7 separate regions of the Mus musculus genome follow, and regions 1, 2, 3, 4, 5 and 7 are each linked to region 6. Evidence: chromatin contacts called from public HiChIP or PLAC-seq data. All regions are on one chromosome and are shown on one strand. The core of a region is the stretch at or near the end of the contact, and the rest is flanking DNA. Distances in the headings are between cores, read along the strand shown.

What was found. HiChIP or PLAC-seq counts read pairs in DNA pulled down with a chosen protein or histone mark.
Region 1: an H3K4me3 HiChIP or PLAC-seq map of forebrain shows a contact between it and region 6, with 7 times the contacts expected there. The contact joins the enhancer-like site here to the promoter of Zdhhc13 in region 6. A contact is called at or near these places in 14 of 39 promoter capture datasets (the 3T3-L1 cell line, 3T3-L1-derived adipocytes, the HPC-7 cell line and 8 more), 2 of 15 datasets of contacts at CTCF or cohesin (large pre-B cells and pro-B cells), 19 of 484 Hi-C or Micro-C datasets (B cells, the G1E-ER4 cell line, Sertoli cells and 14 more), 21 of 115 datasets of contacts at active chromatin or transcription factors (T-cell acute lymphoblastic leukemia, bone marrow-derived macrophages, embryonic basal ganglia and 12 more) and 4 of 9 other capture datasets (adipose tissue, embryonic stem cells, liver and 1 more).
Region 2: a contact with region 6 is called in an H3K4me3 HiChIP or PLAC-seq map of bone marrow-derived macrophages, with 2.9 times the contacts expected there. The contact joins the enhancer-like site here to the promoter of Zdhhc13 in region 6. A contact is called at or near these places in 3 of 39 promoter capture datasets (embryonic stem cells, hematopoietic stem and progenitor cells and liver), 4 of 115 datasets of contacts at active chromatin or transcription factors (bone marrow-derived macrophages, embryonic limb bud, epiblast stem cells and 1 more) and 1 of 9 other capture datasets (embryonic stem cells).
Region 3: a contact with region 6 is called in an H3K27ac HiChIP or PLAC-seq map of microglia, with 5 times the contacts expected there. The contact joins the enhancer-like site here to the promoter of Zdhhc13 in region 6. A contact is called at or near these places in 6 of 39 promoter capture datasets (embryonic stem cells, hematopoietic stem and progenitor cells, liver and 3 more) and 5 of 115 datasets of contacts at active chromatin or transcription factors (embryonic forebrain, embryonic hindbrain, embryonic stem cells and 1 more).
Region 4: a FOXA1 HiChIP or PLAC-seq map of pancreatic cancer cells shows a contact between it and region 6. The contact joins the promoter of Nav2 here to the promoter of Zdhhc13 in region 6. A contact is called at or near these places in 6 of 39 promoter capture datasets (cranial neural crest, hippocampal neurons, liver and 2 more), 8 of 484 Hi-C or Micro-C datasets (cerebral cortex, cortical neurons, embryonic stem cells and 3 more), 12 of 115 datasets of contacts at active chromatin or transcription factors (the SCID.adh cell line, T-cell acute lymphoblastic leukemia, astrocytes and 6 more) and 4 of 9 other capture datasets (adipose tissue, bone marrow-derived macrophages, embryonic stem cells and 1 more).
Region 5: an H3K4me3 HiChIP or PLAC-seq map of bone marrow-derived macrophages shows a contact between it and region 6, with 2.8 times the contacts expected there. The contact joins the enhancer-like site here to the promoter of Zdhhc13 in region 6. A contact is called at or near these places in 8 of 39 promoter capture datasets (the 3T3-L1 cell line, 3T3-L1-derived adipocytes, the C10 cell line and 4 more), 1 of 484 Hi-C or Micro-C datasets (B cells), 6 of 115 datasets of contacts at active chromatin or transcription factors (bone marrow-derived macrophages, embryonic basal ganglia, embryonic stem cells and 2 more) and 1 of 9 other capture datasets (pancreatic islet).
Region 7: an HNF4G HiChIP or PLAC-seq map of pancreatic cancer cells shows a contact between it and region 6. The contact joins the enhancer-like site here to the promoter of Zdhhc13 in region 6. A contact is called at or near these places in 4 of 39 promoter capture datasets (cranial neural crest, embryonic stem cells and frontonasal cranial neural crest), 11 of 115 datasets of contacts at active chromatin or transcription factors (bone marrow-derived macrophages, embryonic basal ganglia, embryonic forebrain and 7 more) and 2 of 9 other capture datasets (embryonic stem cells and pancreatic islet).

What each region holds. Positions count from the first base shown.
Region 1 is chr7:49,118,940-49,121,639 of GRCm38.p6, reverse strand. It overlaps a transcript of Nav2 not described here. Among named protein-coding and RNA genes, the nearest start is that of 9130015G15Rik, 42 kb to the left of the region's middle. Within about 2 kb of position 1,344, at least 48 of the 459 cell types and tissues checked have an H3K27ac peak or open chromatin away from gene starts, as enhancers often do. A contact at or near this core is called in the G1E-ER4 cell line, cerebellar granule neurons, cerebellum and 7 more, where this site is marked.
Region 2 is chr7:49,069,679-49,072,378 of GRCm38.p6, reverse strand. It overlaps Gm32849 (a long non-coding RNA gene), which reads right to left. Exons shown (of 2, transcript XR_391458.3): 1 at 1-2,700. It also overlaps a transcript of Nav2 not described here. Among named protein-coding and RNA genes, the nearest start is that of Gm32849, 30 kb to the right of the region's middle. Within about 2 kb of position 1,383, at least 40 of the 459 cell types and tissues checked have an H3K27ac peak or open chromatin away from gene starts, as enhancers often do. A contact at or near this core is called in bone marrow-derived macrophages and epiblast stem cells, where this site is marked.
Region 3 is chr7:49,138,609-49,141,308 of GRCm38.p6, reverse strand. The region is part of intron 3 of 9130015G15Rik (RIKEN cDNA 9130015G15 gene); the gene reads left to right. It also overlaps a transcript of Nav2 not described here. Among named protein-coding and RNA genes, the nearest start is that of 9130015G15Rik, 22 kb to the left of the region's middle. Within about 2 kb of position 1,343, at least 8 of the 459 cell types and tissues checked have an H3K27ac peak or open chromatin away from gene starts, as enhancers often do. A contact at or near this core is called in microglia, where this site is marked.
Region 4 is chr7:49,244,867-49,247,566 of GRCm38.p6, reverse strand. It overlaps Nav2 (neuron navigator 2), which reads right to left and starts at 1,378. Exons shown (of 39, transcript NM_175272.3): 1 at 369-1,378. The coding sequence starts at 626.
Region 5 is chr7:49,270,570-49,273,269 of GRCm38.p6, reverse strand. All of the region lies in intron 1 of Nav2 (neuron navigator 2), which reads right to left. Among named protein-coding and RNA genes, the nearest start is that of Nav2, 26 kb to the right of the region's middle. Within about 2 kb of position 1,264, at least 31 of the 459 cell types and tissues checked have an H3K27ac peak or open chromatin away from gene starts, as enhancers often do. A contact at or near this core is called in bone marrow-derived macrophages, where this site is marked.
Region 6 is chr7:48,787,657-48,790,356 of GRCm38.p6, reverse strand. It overlaps Zdhhc13 (zinc finger, DHHC domain containing 13), which reads right to left and starts at 1,354. Exons shown (of 17, transcript NM_028031.3): 1 at 1,220-1,354. The coding sequence starts at 1,246.
Region 7 is chr7:49,092,576-49,095,275 of GRCm38.p6, reverse strand. It overlaps Gm32849 (a long non-coding RNA gene), which reads right to left. Exons shown (of 2, transcript XR_391458.3): 2 at 1-2,700. It also overlaps a transcript of Nav2 not described here. Among named protein-coding and RNA genes, the nearest start is that of Gm32849, 53 kb to the right of the region's middle. Within about 2 kb of position 1,430, at least 69 of the 459 cell types and tissues checked have an H3K27ac peak or open chromatin away from gene starts, as enhancers often do. A contact at or near this core is called in pancreatic cancer cells, where this site is marked.

The DNA of each region.
Region 1 (2,700 bases), core at 95-2,594, 330 kb before region 6:
AACATGAAATGTTCCATCCTCCTTTTTTACTACTGGAAAATAGTGGAAAACCTGACTCCCTTTGGATTCCTGTAGAGATTTTATCAGTTGGGCCTTGGAGTCGGCTCTGTACACCCACTGACTGGCTCAGCCTGCGCAGCCAGAAGGGGGCAGCACCACTCCGCAGAATTCCCTCCGGGCTTTGCTTTTCTGGTAAGTTCCCGCTGGCTGGCACCACACAGTCAGGTTGGCATGGCTTTCAACCTCCTGCCTTAGCATGCTGGAGGTGTATGTACCTTCGGGAGGGCGTGGCAAAACCAGCAGGCTAGACTCAATTTGCAGTGCCCGAGTGCACCTGAAATGTACTCTGGCATTTCAAGTAAAACTGTCAGGCTGTAGACGGAGGAGGCCACTTCAGCTTTGCTGGACACTTTACAGTCTGCTGAATGGCATCTTCTTCCGTCTCTCATCCTTGGGAGCTATGGGGAGCCAGTGTGTGTGTGTGTGAGTGTGTGTGTACACGTGCACGCGCACGCACGCACGCGCATAGGCATACACACATCAGTATGGACAAGCTGGAAGCTGTGAAGGAAGGCTTTCTCCTGGTGCTGACCCAGGGCAGAGAGCTGCGGGTGCAAAACTCTGTCTCCTGCTTCACCCTGATGAAGCTCTTACACTCTTCTGCCCTGGGGACGGGAGGTACCTAGGAGCCAGGCACATTGGATACCTAACCTTTCTATGGCTCTCAGCACCAACACCGTCACCTCCTATACCTTCTAGGGGCTGTCCCCTCCGCCATCCAGATGACACTGAGGGGGAGGTTTTCTTCAAACAGAAAAACAAAGCATGGAAGAAAATAAATGCACTTTATTCACTGCCCCCCGCAGCCCCCGCCCCCCAAAAAGAGAGCCTTGCATTGGGCAGGAGCTTCACGAGACAGGTGGCTTTCCTGGGTCCCTTCCAGTGATTCATGCAGTAGCAGAGACAGCCTTTCTTCTTCTTCTTTTTTTTTTTTTTAGACCAAGAGGCTTGTCCTGTCCCCACATAAATGTGTCCAGGAAGAGCACGTGACTACTATGCTGAATACACCGGCAGTACGACCTCAAAGCCTGTGTCTCTTCTCTTGTTTCCCCTCCCCTCCTCTCCTATTCTTTTCTTCCCTTTACCCACTCTCTGCTCTCGGTTTTTTGCTGGGCACGATGGACACAGAAAGAATCTCTCTGGCCACGTTCATTTCGCCGCCACGGGCAGGATGCTCTCGGCACCAACGCTCCCTTTACCCTGTTGCCCTGCCCCCATACACTCACGCTGCAGTGTTAACTCTAAAGAACTCGGAAATTCCTGGGTGGGCAGAACTGTGGCCTGGGAAACCGTCCTTCACAGACAGCGTTTTTTTCAAGAGAAAATGCCTCACTCACAGCCTGCCACTGGCCAATGAACGCGCCTCGGCTCTCAAACGCAGCGCTGAAACTGGCTTTTTTCCCCCCATTTCCTCTCCCAAATGCCAATGATATCTGTGAGCCTGAAAAATATACTGTTCTTCTTATCCTTCATGGCACAAAGCGGTTTCCTCTCAGCCCGTGATGAACAGATCTCTGGTCCAAATGGGATCCAGCCTAGGCAGCTCTGCTATGCCAGGGTGGCTCTGGGAGAGGCTGAGGGTGAGGAGGGAGTTCGGGGCCCATTGAGGGAGGTGTTGGTGCCTCTGCACTCCCAGACAGAATGGCACTGCCCCAGTTTTCTGGGGATTGTGTTCAAAGAGGGGCTAAGGGATGGCCTGAGCCCCCAGTGACTAGAAACTGTGAATTCCCAGTAGACACCCTGCACCCTCTGATGGTTCTATACATCCCTGGATTTCTTTCACTCTGGCTCTTGCCCTTTGGAGCCCCTGGGGTGGTGGTAGTGGGGCAAATGGCCACCCACTTTTTCTCTAACCCTTCTTGCCACCTGCTCCTTACAGGGTTCTGCCCTGTGTCCTGTGCTGCCTTCATCAAGATCTGGGCTGCTCTAACTCAGCCATAGGAGTAGGGCCCCTCATCAGTAATTCACTGGCCCCCTTCCTCCATAGGGTGGGGGACCCGAAAAACTCAGCAGCTTCTGAACTGTGGGGCAACAGAGTCCTGGATCATCATCCTTAGCAGAGGAGAGGAGAGGAGAAGAGAGGATGAGAGGGGAGAGGAGGGGGGAGAGGGGAGGAAGGGAGGGGAGAGAGAAAAAAAGCTAAGAAAGGCAATGACCACAATCCAGAACCATTCTAGAAGTTCAGTATACTTCAGGGGGGGGGGGAGGCATTGCTCTAAAGGATGGGTGTTTTCCCACCACTGCCTTCCTGCAGAAACAAAGGAAGCAGGACGTGGCTGGCTTCATAGACTCCTTCTTCACAGTTTCTCATTCTGTTTCGACAAGACAGCTGCTAAGGCTGCTATTCTTAAACCCTGTGTGCAACCTCTGAGTTCCTGTAGCCAACACACGAAGGAAGCTGTGAACGTGCACACCTGGTGGGCGGTGAGTCCCAGAGGGAGGGTGGGTGTGGAGCCGGGGAGCCAGGCGAATGCACCCAGGTGGCTCCTGGCCTGGGATTGCCACCTGAGGCCACAACCCAGCCAGGGGGGACTTGCATGGCGAGGGCATGACCTTTAGATGTCCACCTCTGGGGCATGTAGGAGAAACTCTAAGAAGGTTCCTATGGTCCTTACCCCTGTGGAGCTCAGAGCTTGGTTT
Region 2 (2,700 bases), core at 134-2,633, 280 kb before region 6:
CTGAAGTCAAGATCTGTGCTTCCATGTAGCTGGGCTTTAGTGTTCTGTGAAATGGGAGGAATAGTGAAGCTTGTTTTCCCAGAGTATTGGAAAAATGTAATTTGATTACAATTAAATGTATCATTCTGGGCACAGTGCTTATACCGAACAGTCTCTCCATACATGGATAATACATTTAAAATTACAAGTATACGTAGTCAGTATCCAGTCCTATGGAAACCCATCAAGGATTTCCTTCTTAAGCCAGATCTCCTATGAGTTTTCTAGATGCTTCATTGTTAGCATTACCAAAGGCCATGCCAAGGGTGATGTATGAAGAATGAATGCAATTGACCATTTGTCATGTCCCGAGTCTGCTCTAGAGATCTCACCTAAATTCGGTCTTTATGTTAACGTCCTGCACATGACTGTAATGCTGTCTGTTGGTGGGAAATGAGAGTTTCGTACAGATAAGAAAATCTACCCACTTATGGTGAACTGGGTCCTGTCTTTCTGTTTCTAGAATGCCTTAGCCCTGCTCACGTATTTGGTAGGAGACAATTATATGGTGACTATACTATTTGAGGGCTTTTATAGAACAGTGATATCATGGCCATACCTGGTCTCACTGAGTGACAATCATGTGTCAGGGATGTCTCTCTAAGAATTTGTTCCTTCCTGCAGAGCCTTTGGCCTGGTTTTCAATCCACAGTTTAGAAGCCCCCTGCCCTACAGGTCCTTGTTTCTTCTAGAAGTCAATGGATAACAAACAATTCCTGTCCCTCTAGTACAGATGCCAGGAGCTAGAGATTCCCCAGGCACTGTGGGGAGTACTAGGGTGGTAGTGATCTGATTGGCCAGTGAGCCACCAATTGAAACTAGCACTGAGATCTATCCCCTGCAAGCTTGTCAATAGTTATCTGTCCAGGCTGCAGCTGCTGCAGGTCCCATGACTGAGTCCCATGAAGGCCATCTGCTCTGCCCCCTCTCATCCCTAATCCACCTGCGGAAGGCACAATCGCACAGTGAGCACCAAGGAGAAGATACAGAGAGGGAAAGACAGACAGACAAAGCCCAGAGCAGCTGCAGGTCTGGGCTGCTGGATTCTCTCCTCTAATCTGAGCTCCTACAGCCAGTAGGGGAGAAATGCCACGATTTACATGACAAGGGCCAAAGGAGGGAATTACGGCAAATCAATTCTGCGGGAAGAGATAAAGCCCCGGTTTAATGTATGCGGTGAAAGGTGGAAATTCAATTCTCATAATGTTGGATGATGCTGATGAAGACTGACATTCACTATTAGTGTCATGCTTTTCCCTTCTCTTCTTGGACCCGAGAAACACACAGCACATAAGGACAGGGTTGTTGAACACCATTGTAAACAGACAGCTGAATAAAGCCAGGGCTGTGAGAGCTGCCCAGGATGCACCTGCTAGCAGCTCTGGCTGGAGATAGCAATGACCACTGCCCAGCGCTACCTGGATACCTCAGAAAGCTCCAGGAGCTCCTATCAGGTCCTAGTCAGCCATACCAATTACCTTTGACCCTGACCCATTACCTTTCCTCTACAAATTTGACTTCCTGAAAAATGTTTCACTTGTCTTACATAAGCCTTAAGAAAAAAGGGAAGCTATTTTTTAGTAGGTCAGAAGGTGGCTATACATTTATCTAGATTTTAGTAATTCATGTTGATGTCTTAAAGGGTCTGAGAAGCCATACAGGGAAGAAACCTGCTTATTTGTTTAACCTTGGATTTCTTTAGACCAGAAACTTTCCTTGGTTTTGTTGTTAGTGTGTTATGTTTTGCTTTGTTTGGTTTTGTTTATGTGAGACGGAGTCTTGCTATGTAGCTCAGGCTGGACCCAAATGCTTAATCCACCTGTCTTAGCCTCCCAAATGATGTGATTACAGGCATGTATCACCACATCAGAAAGTCTACCTTGTCCTATTTAGGGCCAAATAGGAAGGACTTTTGACTTGGTGGACTGGCTTTTGCATATTCTATTGTTGCAGTACAAAGGTAGCCATGGATGTTACATAAATTGCCTGCCTTCTAATAATGCTGTATTTAAAGGAACAGTGAGGCACCCATAGTATGCCAGTCTTTGTCCTAGACTATACCCACCCTGGCCACAGCCTTCCTATCTATGGGAGTCAAGCACACAAACTATTGAGAGCAGGCAGGAAAAAAAATAAAACAGGTCCAAACTCCAGCCTTGCCATTCGGTGAGTCAATCCTTGGGTGGACTATGTAAGCCACATCACAGTTCCCAGCACATAGCTGTCACTTTCCTGAGTGGTGAGGGCCAAACTAAGTTTATCGAGAGAACACACATAATGCTCATAGCACAGCTTTTGGCCCGTAATGTTCAATAGCTACTCATGCCCGCTCAGAGCAGACTGGTTCTCATTAACATTATCACCCAGCAGCTGTGTATCCCTTAAACACTTTGCAGAAGCAATCCCCCAAGGCCTTCAGTGCTTGAGTCTGAAGAGTGGGAAAAGCCTAGCTACCACGGGAGAGCTCCCTGGCAGAGCCTCTATCCGAGTGTCTACACTCTCATCATTAACTTCCTCAAGGTCCATTCTCCTAACCTCTCTGTCAGAGAAGTTTCTTTAACCTTCTTTCAGTTTGGGTAATGATGCTTGACACATTGACCGAGCCACCAGCTGAACTACGGCTCAACTCTCGGTCACCCTCCAGACATAACCCCAGCGATC
Region 3 (2,700 bases), core at 94-2,593, 350 kb before region 6:
CTTTACATCCCCACCAGCATTGTATGAAGGCTCATATTCCTCTGAATCCTCACTTGTTATTTTCAGTTTAGAAAGCTACAACCTCTCAGTGCGTGTAAAGTAGCTTCTCTGAATGGTTTGGACTTGTTTTTCTCAGCTGACTGATGAGAAAATTCCTTACTGCACATGATCCTTGGCAATTTATATTTCTACTTCAGAAATGCAATTCCTTCTATTTCTCTCCTCTCCCCTCTGCCCCCTGTGCCAGCATGCCAGCATTCAGCATTATTTTTCTCTTCCTTTATGGCATCACCCACTGGCCCTGGGGCTAGACCATTTCTCCTGTGGTTCTGATTAGCATTTAATGGATCATTTTGAATATTAGCAGACTGTCTAATAAAAATATACTGACCACTGTCTGATTGGTTTATTTTCATTCGACTTGTTGGTCACTGTGCTATTTATAGACTGAAGCTCTTTATATATTGAGGGCACTAGACCTTTATCATATATGGGGTTTGCAAGCATCTTCTTTGGTGGGCATCCCTTTTGGGGTTCAAATATGTTAATTGTTGTTAAAACCCAATGTGTCTACTTTTCAAACATGTTGTCACTCTTGCTTTTTTTTTGTCACATTTCATAGTTCACTGCTGGATTCTGGGTTATGACTGTGTCCACGTTTGATCATAGAGGTCTGTGCACTGTGTTTTACTCTGAATCTTTCTGCGGTCTTCTGAAGAAGGGAACCACATAGTCACTACCCCCACCCCCCAGCTACAAACTGAGGGCCAGGACTTTTAAAACATTCACTTCTATTTCCAATGAACACATGTTTTTATTAGTGTTTAAAATAATTCTATTTTTCTGATTTGTGTGTGCATACATGTGTGCACGCTACAGGGTGCATGTGGATCTGAGGATAACATAGATTTCGCTCCATCCACTGTGCGGGTTCTGGATACTGAACTCAGGTCATCAGGTTTGGTCATGGGCATTTTTACCTCCTAAGTCATCTTGCTGGCTCCAGGTAATACGTAGTTTTCCAAAAGCAAAGCACTGAGTAGCTGCATGCTGCCAGCTTGCCTGATGTCCATAGAGCCCTGGGTCCCATCCCCTGCACTGCACCACCAGATCAGTAAAGAACTAAAGCAAGCACGTGGTGATTTGTGCATGTATGAGATGCAGCGGGAATACACACACACACACACACACACACACACACACACACACACATACAAACACACACACACACACACACACACACACACACACACACACTGCAGTGAGCCCCAAAGGTACCTGTTACTTCAGATCAATGCCATTTCTCTGCAACAGAACATTAAGATTCACTTCCTCTCCAGCTGCATCCTGAACACCCAGTCTTACCCCTGTCTCTTCCTAGTAGCTTCTCTAGGTTCCAGTCACTACTATCCTGTTGTCTGCTTCTCTGAGGCCAATGGTTTTGAGTCCACATGGGGTTTATGGCTTCCTGGACCTGTCTTGTTTTACTTTACACATCCTTCGGATTCATCTGTGTTACTGGAGATGATAGCATGTCAGTCATTTTAATGCCTGGATACTGTTTCTTGTTTATAGATACCACTTTCTTAGCCATCTAATGGAGACTAGGTTGGGCCTACACAAGGCTAAGTATGACATGCCTCAGTCAGCTCTCAAGTTTAACTGTCTTCTCTACACACAGGTTCCATTTCTTGGCTACTCCCACCAGCAGGATAGCTTGGGCATACAGCTGCTGTGTGTCTAGCTTCTTGGGGGATGCCACACTCTGTGCCATAGTGTTTGTTCTCATTTACACGTGCAGTCCACACCCTATATGAAAACGTCTCCCATTCTCCCTATACCCATGCCAACATGCCAACATGCCAGGAGTGCTGCTCTCTTCCTCTTTGACAATACCTATCCTTGCTGGAGCTAGAACAGTTTTCCTGTGGTTTTGATTTGCATTTGATGAGTGATTTTGAGCATGATTTTTCTCTTTCTTTCTTTCTTTCTTTCTTTCTTTCTTTCTTTCTTTCTTTCTTTCTTTCTTTCTTTCCTTCTCTCTCTCTCTCTCTCTCTCTCTCTCTCTCTCTCTCTCTCTCTCTCTCTCTCTCTCTCTCTCTTTCTTTCTTTCTTTCTTTCTTTCTTTCTCCTGGCCACTTGTATATCCTCTTTGGAGAAATATCTATTTAGGTCATTCTCTCATTTTTAATCAGATTATTATTTTTTTTGGCTGCTGAGTTCTTTAAGAGCCACATAAACCCTGGGTATTAACCCCTTACCAGACACTTAGTTCACAAACGCCTCCTCCTCTTCCCTTTCCAGCCTGGTGATTGGTTCCTTTGCTGGGGAGAAGCCTTCTAGTTTGACAGAATCCACCCATCTGCTTTTGTTTTTGTTACCTGCACTAAGGGCACCATGTCCCCAAATTACTGTCAAGATACATATCTTAAAGCATTTCTGCTCTGAATCTGTATAGGAGTTTCATAGCTTGAAAGCCTATATTTAAACCTTTGACCATTTTGAGATTTGTATGATTAAAGAATGGGGTCTTGTTTCTTTCTCTGTACATAGATGATCCTTTTTCTGAGCATCAGTTATTGAAATGGCTTCTCTTCAGAAGCAGGCACCCTTGCTGCCTCTGTTGAGGTCAGGACTTCAGGAGAACGCACAGCTGTGTCAAGACAGCAGCACTGTGTCTCTGTGTGCTCCTGGGCCTCT
Region 4 (2,700 bases), core at 129-2,628, 460 kb before region 6:
ACAGCAGATACCCATCCTCTTGGGGCCAAGCGCTCGGCACTGATGGCCCTTAACATTTCCAATGTCAGCATGCATTTTTTTGAAAGCACCCCTACACCTGCTCCAGCCCCATAGAAGCAGCTGGCTGCCAGCACGCCTTAGCTTTGCAGAGCTCCCCGGGAGAGCCTCTGGCACCCTGGCCAGCTAAACCCCTCCTGGCCACACCCACTGACCAATGTATCCTTCCAATCTGGCAGCATAAGGGGTATGCTTCCTCTCTCCAATCACATTATGGTAGCCTCTCCTCAAGGCAACCGTCCTCCTCCCTCATGAAGGATCATCCATCACTCCCACCCTGTAATAGTGCCCCAGCACATAGCACTGCTCACCTGGGTATCGAACCCGTTCTCCAGAGAGCTGCTCTTCAGCAACGGGAGCCCCTCCCCCGTCGGCTCCTGCAGCCCCTGCGATTTCAGGGGGATTTGGCTAGTGTAGGCCGTCTTGCTCACCTCCACCTTGCTTCCCAACTTAAGATAGCAGGGCTGAGGACCAGTCCGGGCCGGGGGCACGTGCAGGATGGGCGCGGCGCTGTGCACGGGTTTGGGCAGTCCCGATTTCATTTTGGAGGCTACCAGGATGGCCGGCATCTTCTCCCGGGGCTTTGGCTTTCCCAGCACGTCCCTGGCAGCGGCGGCGGAGGCGACCGCTAAAGGCAGCGCGGGCAGCCGAGTAGGCGCCGGGCCTCGGCCCGCGAGGCGCCCACCAACAGTGGAAGAAAAAAAAAAAAAAACCCAAAAAACAGAATCCCCGGGTCGGGGAACTGGGGAAATCCTGCGAGTGCGCCTGCCGGGTGGCGGGCTAGTCACTGCCCTCAGCAGGTCCCACCTGCGCGGATGTCGCAGCGGGAGGCCTGTTCAGAAGCTCTGGGTTCTCGGGGACCGCTGCCTCTGGCAATTCTTCTCCTGGGAAACCGAGGCGTGGACGCCCATATTAACTTGTCATTGCGTCTCCGAAGTGAGAAGGCTCCTTAGGAAGAGACACCGGCTACGGGGACGCACACGTCGCGCTCTGGAGCCTGCGGGTGTGAACCTTGGAGCAAAAGAGCAGAGGATGGGGAGACGGAGGACGCACGGAGCCCAAGACGTATCAACCGCGAAGCGGCTGTCACCCAGCAAACGCGCCACAGGGTCACCCGCGCCTAGGCAGACTCTGGGCGATCTCCGCAGACAGGTCTGTCTGGGCGTGACAGCCGATCACCGATGCTCACAAGCCCCTCGAACACCAAGCACCTGAGCTTCTGCGGCTCTGGCCATGCTCCGTGCGCTCCAGCGCAGCACGGCGGTGGTGACAGAGCGCGGGCACCAGGACGCGCAGCTGGCCAGGCTGGCAGCGCTGCGCTAAGCTGAGCTCGGGGGAAGGCAGCGCGGGCTGCAGGGCTGGACGCAGGGGAGGACCGGCTGCGGCGCGCGCTGACAGCCCGGGCCGTTCCCGCGCGCCTATTGGTTAGCCGCGGACCAATCCGCGGTCGCGACTCGCACTGCAAGGGGGCGTGGCCTCAACTCCGCGGGGCCGCCGCCGAAACTCTGGGGCCGCGCTTGGCCGCAAGTACAAAGCGAGCTGGTGGCCGCTCTGCGGCACGGCCCCGGCGCGCGCCTCCCCGCGGGCCGCCACCCCTGCGTCCCCGGAGCCGCCTTTGAAAACGCCGTTGGGTTGTAGATTCCCGCCTCCTTCCACCCCCAGGCATGTGTTGGGGAAATCAGTTTCTCTTTTTCAAATCGCTCGGGTCATCTCAACGGTTTGCGGGTTCCGGAGGCACGCCCCAACCTCTCTGCACCTCCATTGGGAATGACTGGGCGGGTCTCCTTGTCCCCCGCCTGAAGGACACTCCAGCCATTTCTTCTTTCCGGGTGGGCTCAGGGGCGTCCCAACAGCTTCCTCTGCGACATTCAAAGGTTGCACGTTGCACTTAAGTATTTGAAATATTTATAGGCTGATACAATGGCCGGGGAAGCTTCGCGCCCCAAGACAGCTCCTCCTTGCCACCTACCACAGACTGTAATTAGAGTGGCTTGGTGACCCGGGCAGGCTGAGGCTAAACCTGCCCTGGTTTCATGGTTTCATGAAGGCCTTCCTTTCTCTCTCTGACTCAGGGTCTGAGGACTGAAGGGAAAATAGAAAGTGCAGACAGGGTGCATGGGGCTGATCTTCAAGGACACCCACCTTAGAGATCAGTTTGGATTTGAATTGGGAAGTTCCTCCATCTTTATAGACCTAACACTGTGTCTCATGCAAGTCAAGTGGAGGTTTGAGTACTTTTCCCTAAAAGCACTGCCCAGCTAAATGAGATAGTGTCTGGCAGTGTAGGGGACCAGAAAAAAAAAATCTGTCTTTATTATTAATGAACCCACCGGAGTATGTCCCACTGTCATCTCTTTAAGCCACTTTTCTGTGTCTAGGACAGATGTTGTCACTTTCTTCCTATCCTATAGCCTGAAGTTGTAACATCCATAGGGTTGAATTTCACTCATCCTAATGATATGGGCTATATCATTCTCAAACTTACCTGGCAAAACTCTAATGTGGCCAGGAATGGGGGTGTAAGCTTGTAATTTCTGCTACTTTAGAGGCTGAGGCAGGAGGATCCCAGGTTGAGGTCAATTTAATGATCCTCTTTGTTCAAATAAAATGTAAAAAGGAGCTGGAGATGTAGCTCAGTGGTGG
Region 5 (2,700 bases), core at 15-2,514, 480 kb before region 6:
TGGCTTTCCTAAAGGCATGCTGGGCAGCAGAGGGAGGAGCCACTGCCACTCCTGTGCGAGCCTCCCTGCTGGGCTCGGGTGGTGGGGACCTCCAGAACAGAGCCTGACTCTCACTGCCGGAAGCACTGACCTCATTGACTTCAGCAGCTCTGACGGGCATCATCTCCCAACAGCAGAGCTATCATTGGCAGCTTGCAAAGCCCTTCACAGGTGCCTCACGTGGAGAGTGGCTTTATACAGAGGCCCAGTTACTTATTTAATATTGAAAATTGGGCGGAGATGGTGAAGAAAAGTCACGTGACTCTGCTCAAGGCATGTTTCCTGCTGCACCTTGTTTTCCCCTTTGGTCTCATCCCCTGACCCCTTCATTCTCTGGACTTGGTACTGAGGATGCACCCGATGGCCCCACACACACTAAGCAAGCACCCTACCTCTGACTACAACTTCAGCCCTCTGATCCCAGTGTTGCCCTTTAACTATGAGACAGTCTAATTGGATTTTCAATTCCCAGCATTCCGAAATCCAAGCTTTACTGGCTTTAATGAAAGAAGGCTCCGTGCATGTGTTTCTGGAAGAGCCCACCAGGTGGCGATAGCAGCCACAGCATTCTAGGACAGCTGCCAAGGCAACTGGAGGGCAAGCCTGTCTGCCTGTCTGCCTTCTTATCCGGTTCTGCATTTTGGAGCTGCTTGCTGCTGCATCTCTTCTCTCTATTTAGAGACGGGGCCTCACTATAGCTCAGGCTGTCCTGGAACTTGTTGTGTAGCCCAGGATAGCCTCCATTTCCCTTGTCCCATCTCAGTCTTCTGAGTGCAAGGAAGTCCCTCCAGGTACCACTCAAACTGCAGCTGCTGCTGCTTCTTCTTCTTCTTCTTCTTCTTCTTCTTCTTCTTCTTCTTCTTCTTCTTCTTCTTCTTCTTCTTCTTCTTCTTCTTCTTCTTCTTCTTCTTCTTCTTTTTTTTTTTTTGGTTTTTTTCGAGACAGGGTTTCTCTGTGTAGCCCTGGCTGTCCTGTTACTCACTTTGTAAACCAGGCTGGCCTCAAACTTAGAAATCCGCCTGCCTCTGCCACCACCGCCCAGCCAAACTGCAGCTTCTAGTCTAGGTGTGGATTGCTCAGGCAGGATCAGCTAGCTTCTAGAATGCTCTCCTGTCTGGGACAGCGGTATCAAAAGTATCTGTTCCTGCTACCTAGAGATGGGCAGGGCTAAGATGGCCAGGATAAGGAAGAGGGGGCCATCTGTATTAGTAGCATCCCTGGAATGCACCAGGCAGAGTCAGGAGCCATGAGATTGCCTGGCAATCATGTGATTGCCAGGTCACACAGGGCTGTGGGGCTCCTAGAAGTCCTTGTGGACAGCCTCAGTCACATCCTGGTTGTCCCAAAACTGGGAAATAACCATGGTGAAACGACTTCTGTCCCTAAAGTGGCCCTTTACTGTGCAGTAGCCAGATCCTATGTCAATTCTTGCAATAAGGTTATATGCTATCAACATCCTATAGTATAGATAAGGCAACTGGGGCTGAAAGGAGGTTGCCAAGGTTACTGATGGAGGAAGACCCACCTTCTGCATTTGAGCAGCGCAGGGGGCTCATCATGGCTTCCAAAGCAGCAATGGTGGTGGTGGTGGGAGGCGTGAGTCTCCTTAGTGTTCTTTCCTAGCTATGTGAACTTGAGCACCTAACTCTTTTTTTTCAATGTTCTCTCACCATTTGGGTGTAAATAAATGAAGAGGGCTCTTAGCCATCACCCTTATCCCAAAAGCTACATCCTAGGAGGGGCCCCAGGGGGCAGAACCGAAGCTAGCAAGGTCCTGGGGGTGGCCCTGGTCTCTAGTGGACAGCCAACAAGACTGGGGTAAACCTAGCAGAGATTCCAATCATCTGAGGGGTAGAAGCATTTTCCTGTCATCTCTGCTGCCGTTAAAAGCTCTTCAGAGAGTGGCCACAGGCTGGTGTGTCCCTGGGACTTCCAGTATAGGGGCCGAGCTCTCTCCTCACAGGTCCCCTTGAGGCTGCCCTAGCAAACCTGTCCCTCTGCCAACTTCACCCTCCGAGTCTGGGATTAGGATCCAGATTTGGGGAAATCTATGTTAGCTGTGGTTGCCACTGTCGAAGCGCTCCCCACCCCCCTACCCCCAAGTTCCCAGTTAGGAAAAGCTGTCATCCGCTTCTGGTCTCCATATTACCCGGGAAGCAGAGCAGATGGAGTTATCTTTCATCTCCCACATCTGTTGCCCACATTTAAGATCCACATCTAAAAACCCTGAAAATCCAGCCGGGACAAAGCTGATGCGCTCTGGGTAGATCCTCAGACGAATGCAGAGGCCTCTGCCTGGGCCAGGCAGTGCCACAGTGAACAGAAAACCTACTTCACATAGAGAGCCGAGAGAGACCGAGACTCGGAGCATCTCCCCAGAGCAGCTGAGGGGCCCAGGAGGAACTGATCTCTGAGAGTCTGTGGCAGTGGTTCCTCCCAGGAAGCGGTCTCTTCCAAAAGAGAAGCTTTCATACACAGAGTTTTGTGTTCAAAGCACCCAAATTTTTATTTAAGCCTTTTAAAAAAAGATTTATTTATTAACAAATAAATAAATATTTTTTAATCTTAAATAAAAAAAAATCTTTACTATATGTGAGTACACTGTAGCTGTCTTCAGACACTCCAGAAGAAAGCATCAGATCTCATTACAGATGGTTGTGA
Region 6 (2,700 bases), core at 105-2,604:
TGGCAACTATCATTAACAACAGTCTATCTTGCCCCACCAACCTCAACCTCTAAAATCATCCTCTCCCTTCTGATGTCATGGAACCTGAGCTGGGTTATTTCCCTCTTAGCATGGAGGAGTAAAGCTAAGCTCTCACAGGCTTTTATTAATGAGTGACAGTAATTAAGAAATGAGGCCTACTCTTACTGACGTTTGAGCCTGAGAAAAATAATGAGAGACTGTTTCATGTAAAGAGTCTATGTTCTTTCATAGTAATTCAGGCTCCCTGCACATCATTTTTCATTTCTTTTAAAATGCAAGAACTCCCAATAAAAACACCTCAGCATGTTATTTTCCACTTAAACCTACACCAAACTGGTTGAAGAAGAAAAATAGAGAGCTATGAAGAACACTCTTGGGATTGGGGAATTTTTTTTTTTTTAAAGAGTCCAAGCAATGTGACAACCTCAAACTGCTTGAAAAAAAAAAATCAATCTACTTCTAGCATAACTTGAATTAGAGACTGTGTCAGTTTACTCTCCTGTAGATGGGGATTTCTTTTGCTTAAAAACTTTGAAGCTGGGATAAAAAGGTGCACATAAATGCATGTAGCACACGCTAAACATTTGCTAGGATTGAAGAAGCCTGAAAATATTAAGTTGTAATCTATTCAATGCCAGTTATAAGTCTTTAGAGTAGTCACAATCAAAAGGGACAAATTCTTAGTTCTCTTGGCTTTTATAGCTTCCCCTTTGGCCTCCTCTGTCCTCTGGGACTAATCTAGCCCTTCTCAGAATAGAATCCTTGGGGATTTTGCAGATGGTACCACGGAGCGCCCTTCCTCCTGCCTCCACAGCCTTGATGCTTTCAAGGAGTAGGAAGGATGTGGGTAGCAACAAGAGCTAAGACAAGGTGGAGAGAAGGCGGCAGCCTAGGCGCTAGGGCTGATAATTTCTCAACAGAATCTCTCAGACTCCAGGCTAAGGTCTAAGGCTGGCTGTGCTATCTGAGGTGTGTCACCTGACACCTTACAGGTTCCAGCCGACTTAGGCACCGGTGCGTGACGCCCAGCCGCCGAATGGAGGCGACAGGAGGGCCCGGCCTCGCTCTGCGGCCACCGCAAAGGACAAGCAGCATCTTTCTTAGTGTGGCCAAGGCCCAGATCCTGCTGTCCTCGCGGAACCGCCTCACCTGGCCGCGGCTTACGTCCCCACCGCCGCCCACGTCCAGCCGCGCTCACCTGCGAGCCCAGGCCCGGGCCCTCCATCACGACCCGCGCCCGCTCGGCCGCGGCTCCAGCGCAAAGTGGCGGCCGCGGCTCTCCAAGCACGCCTCAGCCGCCTCTCGCCCACTTCCGGCTCGCGCTCCGCCCTCCTAACTGCGCGCATCCTAGGGCTGTCAATCCGCCACGAGAAGCCAATCCCCGATCTCTCTCTCACGGGGGCGGGACTTTCTCACCTCTAGAGAACTGCCGGTCATCCCCGCCCCCTGCCCCGCCCCCGCTATGTTCTTTCCTTCAGCCCCACCCTTGGCACCACTTAGGGTTCCCACTCAGAAGGCTCTACAGGTGCAGGTTCAGGCTGTTGTTATTCCAACGTCCCCGAGTGGGCTACCCCAAAGCTAGCTGTCCTTGTGGAGTTCTCTCCCTCACCTCAATCTTCTCAACTGTGAGTCAAGAACAAACTTCATGTAAGCGTTTGGAAAATTAACTGAGGAAAAGTATTTACAGTCCCACAGCAGGGGTTTTGGCAGATGAAGAGCATCCTGCCTCATGGACAACCTCACAGATGTTAGCTGTTCTAGGCATTGGGAGTTCCTAACTGCTGCTCTTCAGTCATGTGCTCTTGAGCAAGATACTTTTAGCATCAGGGCCTGGTTCCTCATAGAAAGCAGAAGATGTGAGCGGTGGTAAAGGCACTTGCCAACAAGTGTTACGACCTGAGTTTGTTCTCCTGGATCATGGTGGGAAGGGAAAAGTCTTGATGCTTTCCACTGATTCTTACACACACACACACACACACACACACACACACACACACACACACACACAGCTCGTTCACCATGCCACCTCCACACACAAGTAAATTAATAAATGAAACAAAAATACGTTTTAACAAAAAAGAAAGCAGAAAATATGAGAGTTCCACAGGGAGGGTGGAGATATAACTGAATAAGCCTCTCCAGTCCCTTTTGGTAGACTGCATGGAGGAGAGGGCATATAAGTCTTGCACACATTGGTGGGCTATGAAACAAGAATACTCTTGGTTCTTACCAGTGGGGAGCTCTCTCCTACCTCAGTGTCCAGAAAACAATAGGGCTTTCCTGAGCCTGGACTCAACTCCGTTCTTTGTGATAATTCCTTGATGTGTCTGTTACCAAGCCCAGCTTGGTTAGATCCTTAGAGGCTAAGTCAGAATTAATATTGTGACTCTATGAAACCATGAAATAAGTGTCTGGAAATAAAGTGCTGGGTTACCCATGAAAAAATATTACCCTGAAACAGTAAAATTATAAGTGTATTATTATGGTCAGTGGCCCTACTTATTGGGCACACCATAGATTACCCATAAAGCCTACACCCACTGAAGATGGGAAACACTGTGTTTGTCTAGGAACTCCCAGTGCCCAGAACAGCACCGAGACCTAGAAACTATTTACCATAATTACAGTGACTAGATGGGTGGATGTACGAATGTGTCATCAACTTTTATGATGCTACGC
Region 7 (2,700 bases), core at 181-2,680, 300 kb before region 6:
CATGAAACGGGGAAGGGCTAACATGAAATTGGGAGAGGCTAATAGGAAGCGGGGAGGGGCGAACAGGAAGTAGGGAAGGTATCACTGTAGTCTTTTACATAGAATCATGTCAACCAACACTGTTCTTACATAATGCCAGACACTAATATCTTAATTGCCTGCTAAATGATGCCCAAGAACCTAGACATGACGATTTTGAGTAATAACTATGAAAATCCAGAACTGTCTGTGGAACTGTCAGGATGCTGTTGTCTGAGGGTGGGGGTATTCTTAATGTTGAAGAAACTTGGAAGGTAGGATTCTGGAACCTCCTACCATAAATTTCAGATAAAATTAAATTAACTATTATAACACAACATAAAACAAAAAGTCTCCATATTAGAATAGAGATGGTCTACTTTGCCCAGTCATCCTAGGGGACTGTGACATGGGCCCTTTTAGGCCCAACCCCCACTGCTGGCACTGATGTCATCCTGCTGGCTCCACAGCAGCACCCTTAGAGATGGACTCTAGATCAATGAAAGCATCTACCATGCCAGACATGTCTGCCCTACTCCAGGCCTGCTGTGGAGCCAAGGTTCAGGCTCAGTGCCGGGCCATCTGTCATTTGGCGCTGCCTTTAATTGCTGTGCTGATGAACAAGGTTTGAACTTGAAGCAGAAAATGTACATATAAATGTAGACACAGCCTTGAAGCGTTGTCCCCTTACAAACTAACACACTGTCTGGACCACATAGGTAACAGTAGCCAACACACACCCTGTTCACAGAAGGTGCTTGTCCTAATGGGCAGATGCTCCAAAGAGCCAAGAAAGTCTCCACTTAGAGGTGGCCCAGTCCTTGGGGTCACAGCCAAACAGGAGAGGTAGATAGGTAGGCAAAGACAGTAAGTACTATGTGGTGGGGTCTGGGCAAGAAGGCAGTCTTGAGACTATGCAAACATGGAGGTAGGGATCTGGTCGGCCTGGGGTGTCTACAAACTTTCTTAGGGAGCACAGGAGGCCTGAGTTACATGTTAAACTATATGAAGTGTAGAAGCTCTCCAGGAGAAGATCAGAACATAGTGGTATGGCAGAGGGATCCAGACAGAGAGAACATAGACTGCTGCAGGGCCCAGGGAGGTGAATATGGTAGGCTGAGAATGAAGCAGGGAGACATGGATGCAGAGAGTTAGGATGCTACAGGAGGAAGCAGGTGAGGATTGGAGCCCTGAAGAAAAATTGTTCCATAGACCGTGTCTAAGCTTTGCCAAACATACAATCTAGCATTAGGTCAGTGTGGGGCCTTCGCCCTTACGGGTCTTGAGAGGAAGGGACATGGGAGGTGGCTCCAAGTGTGGTGGATGTGTTAACCACTGAGTCAGAGAAGACTGGTTTCAGGTGGAGACAGGGCAGGGCCAGAGTTCTGACTCATCAAGCAACAAGGTCCTGGCATGTCTCCATTTTCTGGGGAAGGGAACTTTAGCAGTTCAAGAGGTGAGGAAGGGCAGAGCTCAGATACAGATCCGTGTGAGCCTGACTCAGACCCCATGCGTGGCTCTCACATCACAGGAGGCTGCTTCCTTCCTGGTAGCGGGAACAGCCTGAGCCCGTGTGAGAAAGGAGGATGTCTGAAAGCACTGGAGGGCAGGCATGAGGTGGTTTCCACTGGTCAGAAGTGTGTGTGGGCTCAAGGAGGACTGTGGCCTGGGTGTGACTTGGCCACTGTTACCTTTGTGTTTGAGAGGGTGTATTAGTTCATAGGGGACAGTGGACAGCACTTTAAGGTTGTCTCTACCTCAAGCTCAGGGTGACAGCCTACAGAGTGACACAGGTCCAATAGGCTTTGGAGCCCAAAAACCTGTGGACAAGGGGCTGACCTTCCCAGGCTTCAGTTTTTCTCACGAAAACTGCATTCTAACATCTTTCTGCAAGGAGCGTTACATTCATAAAAGACAGTAAGAATAAATGCACACCCGGACGGTAAACAGTGAGACCCCAGGGGTGGGTTGGTTGAATTCATTTACATGGATATGGTTAAGTAGCCAGAAGACAGCCAATCTCTATTTTTACTCTGGCTGGCCTGGTACTCATTATGTGTCACCCATGGCGGTCCTCTTCTTGCCTCAGCCTCTTGGATGCTGGCATTGAAAGCATGCACCACCTTGGTCAGCTGTGACCCTGATCTTGTCACCATTAGGGGATTATCATGAAGTAGCATGCAGATCATCACTCTCCTGTCTTCAAAAAACAAAACAAAACCACAACAACACACAACTCCCTCATCAGATGTTTCATAATTTTTCTCCGATTCAGGGAAACTGCCTTAAGGAAACAGAAGGTATTCTCTGCCTAAAATCAATGGCTGTGGTTGTGAATGGCTGACAGTGTCTGTCAGAGGCCAGGCATACACTGTGAGAAGCTGGGGGTCTCAGGGGTTCCTGACAGGGCCTGGATAGCTAGGGACACCCCAGCTGTGAGGAAGGCAAGAAGCTGGCGTCAGCACTGTGGATGTCCCCTTCCTGATGAACCCTGTCAGCTTCATGAGAAAGAAGCCGCATTCTCTCCATCATTCATCAGCCAATTAGAAGCCTCTGGAGGCCACACTCCTTTAATCAAAGAAACAGGAGCACTCTGGACCAGTTCTCACTTTATTGCAAGGGTGAGGCGTGGGTATGGAGACTGCAGAGGGAGAGGCAGGCCTTTGTGAGAGTCTGCTATAG